Regions from separate parts of the Mus musculus genome. Here region 1 is linked to region 2. The links are chromatin contacts, called in public Hi-C maps. All regions are on one chromosome and are shown on one strand. Each heading gives the region's core, a stretch centred on a gene start, on an enhancer-like site or on the middle of the called end of the contact. The rest is flanking DNA. Distances are from core to core; before and after follow the strand shown.

The links. A called contact is a pair of places that touch in the nucleus more often than the background predicts.
Region 1: a contact with region 2 is called in a Hi-C map of uterus, with 2.6 times the contacts expected there. The contact joins two enhancer-like sites. A contact is called at or near these places in 2 of 484 Hi-C or Micro-C datasets (brown adipocytes and uterus), 1 of 115 datasets of contacts at active chromatin or transcription factors (embryonic stem cells) and 2 of 9 other capture datasets (adipose tissue and liver).

The regions. Positions count from the first base shown.
Region 1 is chr4:98,509,811-98,512,996 of GRCm38.p6, forward strand. The region is part of intron 21 of Patj (PATJ, crumbs cell polarity complex component); the gene reads left to right. Among named protein-coding and RNA genes, the nearest start is that of Gm40210, 68 kb to the right of the region's middle. Within about 2 kb of position 1,656, at least 77 of the 459 cell types and tissues checked have an H3K27ac peak or open chromatin away from gene starts, as enhancers often do. A contact at or near this core is called in adipose tissue and uterus, where this site is marked.
Region 2 is chr4:98,399,455-98,403,174 of GRCm38.p6, forward strand. All of the region lies in intron 1 of Patj (PATJ, crumbs cell polarity complex component), which reads left to right. Among named protein-coding and RNA genes, the nearest start is that of Patj, 5.5 kb to the left of the region's middle. Within about 2 kb of position 2,312, at least 81 of the 459 cell types and tissues checked have an H3K27ac peak or open chromatin away from gene starts, as enhancers often do. A contact at or near this core is called in adipose tissue and uterus, where this site is marked.

The DNA of each region.
Region 1 (3,186 bases), core at 406-2,905, 110 kb after region 2:
TTACGCATTCTAGGAAACTGGAGGAGGGGAAGGAGGGGGCCAGAGTTCCCTGTGTTGGGTTAGAGAGCAGGTATCCAAAGCAGTCCTGAGAGTCTGGAATCGAGAGGTCTTCATTAGATAAAAGCATCAGGAGGCTGAGGCACAGGTGAAGCGAGAGAGAACTTAGACCGCATGCCTGAGGTGGGCCCAAGCATGGAGAAGAGTGGGAAACTGTTTGGACCCTAGTCCTGTTGGCTGAGGTCAGGATGGGAGAGGGAGGGTACTGATGTTTCTTTGAAGAGCTCTGCAGCACAGTAAGGGTACTGGGGCAGGGCAAACAGGCAGCCAGGCAGGGCAGACTGGGCCAGAGGGCAGGCAGGGAACGGGGCGGGGCAGTCCAGGGAGCAGGCCAGGAGCAGGCCACGGGGAGTCCCAGTTGCAGAGTGTTGCTTTTTTCACTTGTATTTTGGTTTCTGGCTCACCCACCTCTGGCTCCAATCCTTCCTCTTCAGGTGCCTGAGTGGAGGTGCTTTTATTTTTGGTGGCAAGTCAGAATATTTATTGAGTTCTGTCTTTCCCCTCCTCATGCTGTCTCCAGTGCCTTAGCATACATGATGCAGCTGGGAGTAGTTCCTGGCTACTTGTCTGAAGTCACTGTATCTTATCCGTCCCCTAATTGCTTCATTTTTTTTTCTCTAGAAGTTAGGGCTTCTGAGTATCAGTCCCCGTGTCCATTCTGTCTCTCACCGTTGGAACGGTAGCTCTGGGCAGTGAGAACTGTTTTAGGGTTTGTGAACTTTCTGGCAAGTAGTGGATGTGCCAGTTACATTTGTTGAGTGAATAATTAAAAGCCACAAGTGCTCTCAACCACCTATAACCCCTTACATTTTGTATGATGGTAAATAAAATACATTGTCTTTTTAAAAATTACAACCTCTGGTTAACTTCTGAAAAAAATTAAAAAAAAACAAAAACAAAAAACAAACAAGTATCCAAATCAAATACCTTTAACAAATTCTTTTTGACATTTTTGTGTGCACTTGTTCATGAAAAGTCAGAGGTGGCGCTGTCCCGTTGTCATGTCACGCAGGTTCCAGAGTTTGAACTCCAGTTGCCAGACTTGGTTGCAAGCAGCTTCCCCTGAGCCACGGTCCCTCAAATAACAATGTTGATGAAATTCTGTACCATATTTCATATCGCTTGGGTAAATGCTGCATTGCATATTGTTAGGCAGCTCTCTAAAGGAGCCTTCCACCTCCTCACCTACAAGTGAGCTTTCAGCCTATACTTTATAAGTTGTAGCATTTCACATTTTCTTCAAGAATACAAATTTCAAAGAAGAATGTCTGTGGGATGGGGAGGGGGCGGTGCTGTTTCACTTTATAGCTCATGGGTCCGGGAGGCTGGCCCTACTGGCTCTTGCCACAGCAAATCAGGCTCCTCCCTGGATAGCAAAGCTCTCCTGTGCTTGACCTGTAGTTTTCCCATCTCCTGCTGACTGCATAGAACTGTTCATAGTCAGCTCTTCAACCATGCTTTTCTGCCTGTAATTACTCTGCTTTCTGGAAAATAGCCCAGGTCACCTCAGACTATGGAGCTGAGGGTTACCAAGAACTTCTGATCTTCTTGCCCCTCCTTCCTGAGTGGTGGGATTGGTATGCACCCCACAGCTGGTTCATGTGGTGCTAGGGATCAGAGCCAGGGCTTCAGGCGCCCCAGGCAGCCCTTCTACTAACCAGGCTGCATCCCAACCCTGTCTGGAATCTACCTCTGGCTGGAGTCCAAAGCCGTTGCTCTCCCCTTAACCAGTGTGCCTCAAGGTTATTACATGAGCCTTTACAAATAGAAACCAAAATTAAGGATAAGAGGCTGGGCCTGGGGAGATGGCTTGGTGGGTAAAGTGCTTGCCGCACAAGTGTGAGGGTCAGGATTCTGCCCCTGAGAACCCATGTGAATGCCAGGAGAGTGTGACAGATAACCACCTCGAATCCCAGTGCTCGGGAGGCAAAGCCTGAGTCCTCACAAGCTGTGTAACCAGGGCTTAACTGTAGCAGGGAGCTCTAGGCTCAGAGACCCAGCCTTTGTAAGGTAGAGACACTGCATCACTTCAGGCTTCCACACAGGAACACATAAGAGCACCCACACACTTGAACATGCATGCATGCATGCATACCACATAGATACATATGCAAAATAAACAACATAGATGATAACGAAGAACACACACACACAAACGTTGGCTCATTAGGTGAACCATGGAACCCTGAAAATCTGAAGTTGATTGCCAGATGCGTTGCGTGACTTTGTGATCTGGTGCTCCTATGCTGAGCTGAGAGGCAGAGAGAATTGTTGGAAGCTCATGCAGCGAGCGGCAGGAACACAAAGACCTTCCACAAGGTGGGGTAGAGAATCCGCTCGTGAAAGTTGTCCTCTGACTGCCACATGTACACTGTACACACACAACTCGGAATGCTTTTCAGAAATTCAAAATAACAATTGAGGTTTTGCTTTCAGCACCCACCACAAACAAGTGGCTTATAAACTCTCCTTCCAGGGATTCTGAGGCCCTCTTCTGGCCTCTGTGGCCACACATATTCAGATGTTTAATTCCAACAATTAGGAAGCAGAGACAGATCTTTGTGAGTTTGAAGTTAACCCTTGGCTACATAGGGAGACTCTTGAACAACAACAACGAGGAGTAAGAATTAAAATAAGAAACTGGCCAATGACTCACTCCTGCTTTGCAGGCATAAGAGCCTGAGTTAAAATCTCAAACATCTGTGTAAAAAGCTGGCCATATGTGCTTGTAATCCCAGCACTGGGAGGAGAGAGATGCTGATCCTGAGGGCTCTCTGGCAGGCCAGCCTAACTGAACAGTGAGCTTCCAGTTCAGTGAGAGACCCTGTCCCAAGACAATAAGGCAGAAAGTAGTAGAGGAAGAGAGCCATGTCTTGTTCTGCCTTCCCATGTGTGCACCCATGCACAATTCTGCGAACACTTGTGTGTATGCACCCCCACCCCCATAGGTGAATTAAAATAAGAGCTTGGCCTAACAAAGGTACACTTTGGAATAAATTAGGGTAATTTGTTTTCTTTAGTGGCGAGGTACACAAAATTAGGTCAGCAGGTAAAGGCACTTGTGAAACCTGATGACCTAAGAAAACCAAGTCCTACAGGTTCCTTCTGACCTACACATGCACTGTGGCA
Region 2 (3,720 bases), core at 1,062-3,561:
GTGCTAGGCCAAATTTTATTTAGTCCTCTCAACAATTAGATTTTTTTGAAAGTTTCTTTTCTGAATTCTTTTTTTCCTCTCAAATTTTTACTAACTTTGGAGGAAAAGCGAGATGAAATAAATGAATGTTGAAGGTTAGGGTGCACCCAGCTTGGTCCATTCAAGTTGAAATTCCTTCTTAATTTTAGTTATTTGCCCAAAAGGTCATGAGCATTTGATATTTCCTCTCCTATGAAGCTAATTCCCAGTGACATCTGTGGTTCCTCCATGTTTTCATTAGCATTGTCCCCTTGTGTTTTAATTGAGTCTTCCGGACTTATGAACTACAGGTGATAAGACATTCAGAACATTAGTTAGATAATGTTATAAAGGATGGCTCAGTGTTGTATTGAATAGATGCTAAAATAGTTACTTCAGCAGACAAGTATGTTCTCTCTCTCTCTCTCTCTCTCTCTCTCTCTCTCATTCTGGGAAAGGTTGAGACAGGGTCTTCCTATGTAGCCCAGGCTGACCTGGAACTCAGTTTGATTTAGGTTAGCCGGAACCTCTTAGCAATCCTTCTACCTCAGCCTGCGTGTGTTTGAATCAAGAATAGCCTTCAGTGGAAAGGGTGTCCAAAACCTAAGATGGCCTTGCTTGTCAGTTCACTAGGTTGTTTTGAATTCTAAAATATGGTATGACCATAATTCCTGGAGACTCCTGAGGGCACAGTCTGCATATGGAGAAACAGGGAAGCATTGAGGAGGTAGCTATTGTTAGTGGATTCTGAACATTCAGGTCCTGTTAATGGAGGTCTGTCATTGCAGCATCCATTAAAAACATATCAGAGGGGGCTGGTGAGATGGCTCAGTGGGTAAGAGCACCCGACTGCTCTTCCGAAGGTCCGGAGTTCAAATCCCAGCAACCACATGGTGGCTCACAACCATCTGTAACAAGATCTGACGCCCTCTTCTGGAGTGTCTGAAGACAGCTACAGTGTACTTACATATAATAAATAAATAAATCCTTAAAAACATATCAGAGACTTAATGTGTGTGAAAATTGTTCAGATTTGTGGCTTGTTGCTTGTGGTGGAGGGGGACTATCACCAACAGAATGACACACAGAGCAGTTTAACTTCTGCAAAATGAAACAAATTACAGAGAGAGTACTGTTAGGAATTGACTCTTGAGAGTGTTTCCGTGATAAGATATGAATCTTGCCAACTGAAGCACTCTGAGGAACTAACATGATTTTTCTCATGGTATCTTTCAACTTGGATTTCAATATTTTCTCCATATGCAGCTTTAGCATTCTACAATTGCTTTTCTTACATTCTAGGAGTGGGGTGTTTTGACAGTGGGGACATTTAATTTTTTTATGTTCAGTTGGTTTAGGAAAGCTTTCACCAGGCCTTTGTAGGAAACCTAACTTGTGTTCCTGGGAATTTTGGGGTGTCCCGGCAGAGTTGCTACATGTCACCAAGGGAATTGGTGTACTTCCCTCTTGGAGTTCATAGTATTGTTATTGAAAGAATTTGAGGATGGGCTCTGAAGGAAGCTTGAGGACAGTTTTATTAGAGTGTAAAAGAAAAAATCGCAAGGAGAGCCAGCTGTAGACCCAGGCGGCTGCCCAGAGGAGTCAGATGGAGAAGAGAAGAATTCCTACTGTTAGACTGAGTCATGGAGTCCAGCCACACAGTCTTGTGACAAAAAGGGGAGGGGGGGCCTCCAGAGAAAGAGTAAGAACCCTAAAATACAGAAAAGGCATTTTTAGGCTTTGGCCAGCATACAAAGAAAAAAGAAGGGAGGGACAGGAAAAAACTGTGCCTCTGAGTGGTGCTTAGGAGGGCAGACCTAACAGAGCTTCATGGCATTCGGGATAGTTATTCCTCCTATCTCTTCAGGATGGATTAAGGAGGATCAAGCCTTCCTGAGTCTGCTCCCTAAACGAGATGATTGATCTCCCAACTGGAATGTTAAGTCTCCACCCAGGCCAGAGATGCCATTCCCCTGAGCAGAGCAAATAGCTTTCCCTTAATGGGCCCTTAATGCCACTGTAACACTTGTTTGTTTTGCGTGACAGCCTATACAGAGTTCTGGTGGCAGCCTCCACCACTCTTTGGTTTGGATTCTGTTTATTATTTAACGAGTACCTAGTAAATGTTGAGCTTTGAGGACAAAGGGACCAGGATAAATCCTGACCCCTGGCTCTGAAGGGAGTGGACTTTTTTTTTTAAGAACTTCATTAAGACTTTATATGTAATATTATATTAAGCTCATGGATATTTTTCAAGCTTCCTGGTTCAGTGAGCTCTGGAGTTGTGAATCACCCAGGTGTAAAGGTCCAGTTGAAATGCGCACTTCAGTGAGTGCCTGTGCTTTCCCAGCAAGATAGCCAGTGACCTTACTTCCCAAAATCCCAGATAGATGAGCAGATGTTTGTTAGTAGGAAATTGAAGTCTCATGAGCCAACAGAAGTCTGAAAAGTGTTGGCCGTTTTTGGCCTTAATTTTTCTTGGATTTTTTTTTTTGTCCCCCTGAGATAGGGTCTTACTGTGTAGCCCAGGCTGTCCTCAAACTTGAATCCTCCTGTCTTGGCCTCCCGAGTGCTGGGATTACAGGTATGTGGTACCACATCTGACACTTTTACCACTGTTCTATAATTATAAAATTAGTACTTGTTTTTGTGTATTTTTATTGTAGTGGAGAGAATAAAACTTGAGAGTCTCACATGCTATTCTACCACTGAACTAAAATCTTAAGTCCGTATTTTTTTTTAATAAAAATTCAAACAACCCCAAAATCTATAAAGTAAAAGAGACTAATTTTTGTTATTATTTTTCTCTGGTGTTGGGGATTGAATCCAGGCTCTCATGCATACACGCTCTACCACTGAGTTCTAACCTCAGTCCTCAAAGGCTAACTTTTATATTCCTCTTTTCTATTTTCTGGAAGCAATAACTATTGCTTCCTAAATTTTTTTTTCTAGAAAATTCCCCAGTGCACACGTTTCTGTCTTACAGAAGTATGAAAATAACCCAAATATCCCTTAAGTGCTGCGTTTCACAACACTTGTGCATGTTGTACAGTTTTCCTGTTTTATACAAAGGGTAGATTTCCCAGCATGCTCAGTTCTTACATGGATTCAAGATGTCACTCAATTCCAACTGTACCTGTTTCAGGAGTGAGATGCAGATAGCTGTCTGCTGGAGGAGCCCTAGCCAGCAGGTAAATGTCACTTCCCCTCACTTGACGGAACACTGCCAACATGCTTGAAGTGTCGATATAGGAAACCACTCCTGAGTGCATTTTTACAGCCTCTTACTGAAATTCTTATTGTCCATCGAAGTAAAATTCAGTCTCAGAACACGCTTATTTTGAATAGCAAGTGGTTTGTTGGTAAGCAAATGGTTTTGATGCCAGGAATATGTTCCCTTGAGCAGGAGAGAATAATGAAATGCAAAGAATATTTGCTGGCCATTAGAGATGTCATGTAGAACCACAAATCTCTCAGATTTAGAGAAGATTTATCCTCTAGTTCATTGTAGTCAGGATCATATAGCCTGCCCTGTTGAATTAGGTTTTTAATCACATGGTAACCAAACATGACCTGCAGGTGCATAGTTATGGCTTTTAAGAAGATATGATGGAGCTAGGCATGTAGGTGGACTGTATAGTGTGAGCTTAGTGTGCACAAGGGTCTGATCCACCACACTGGGGTGGTCCAGAGTCCTAGACT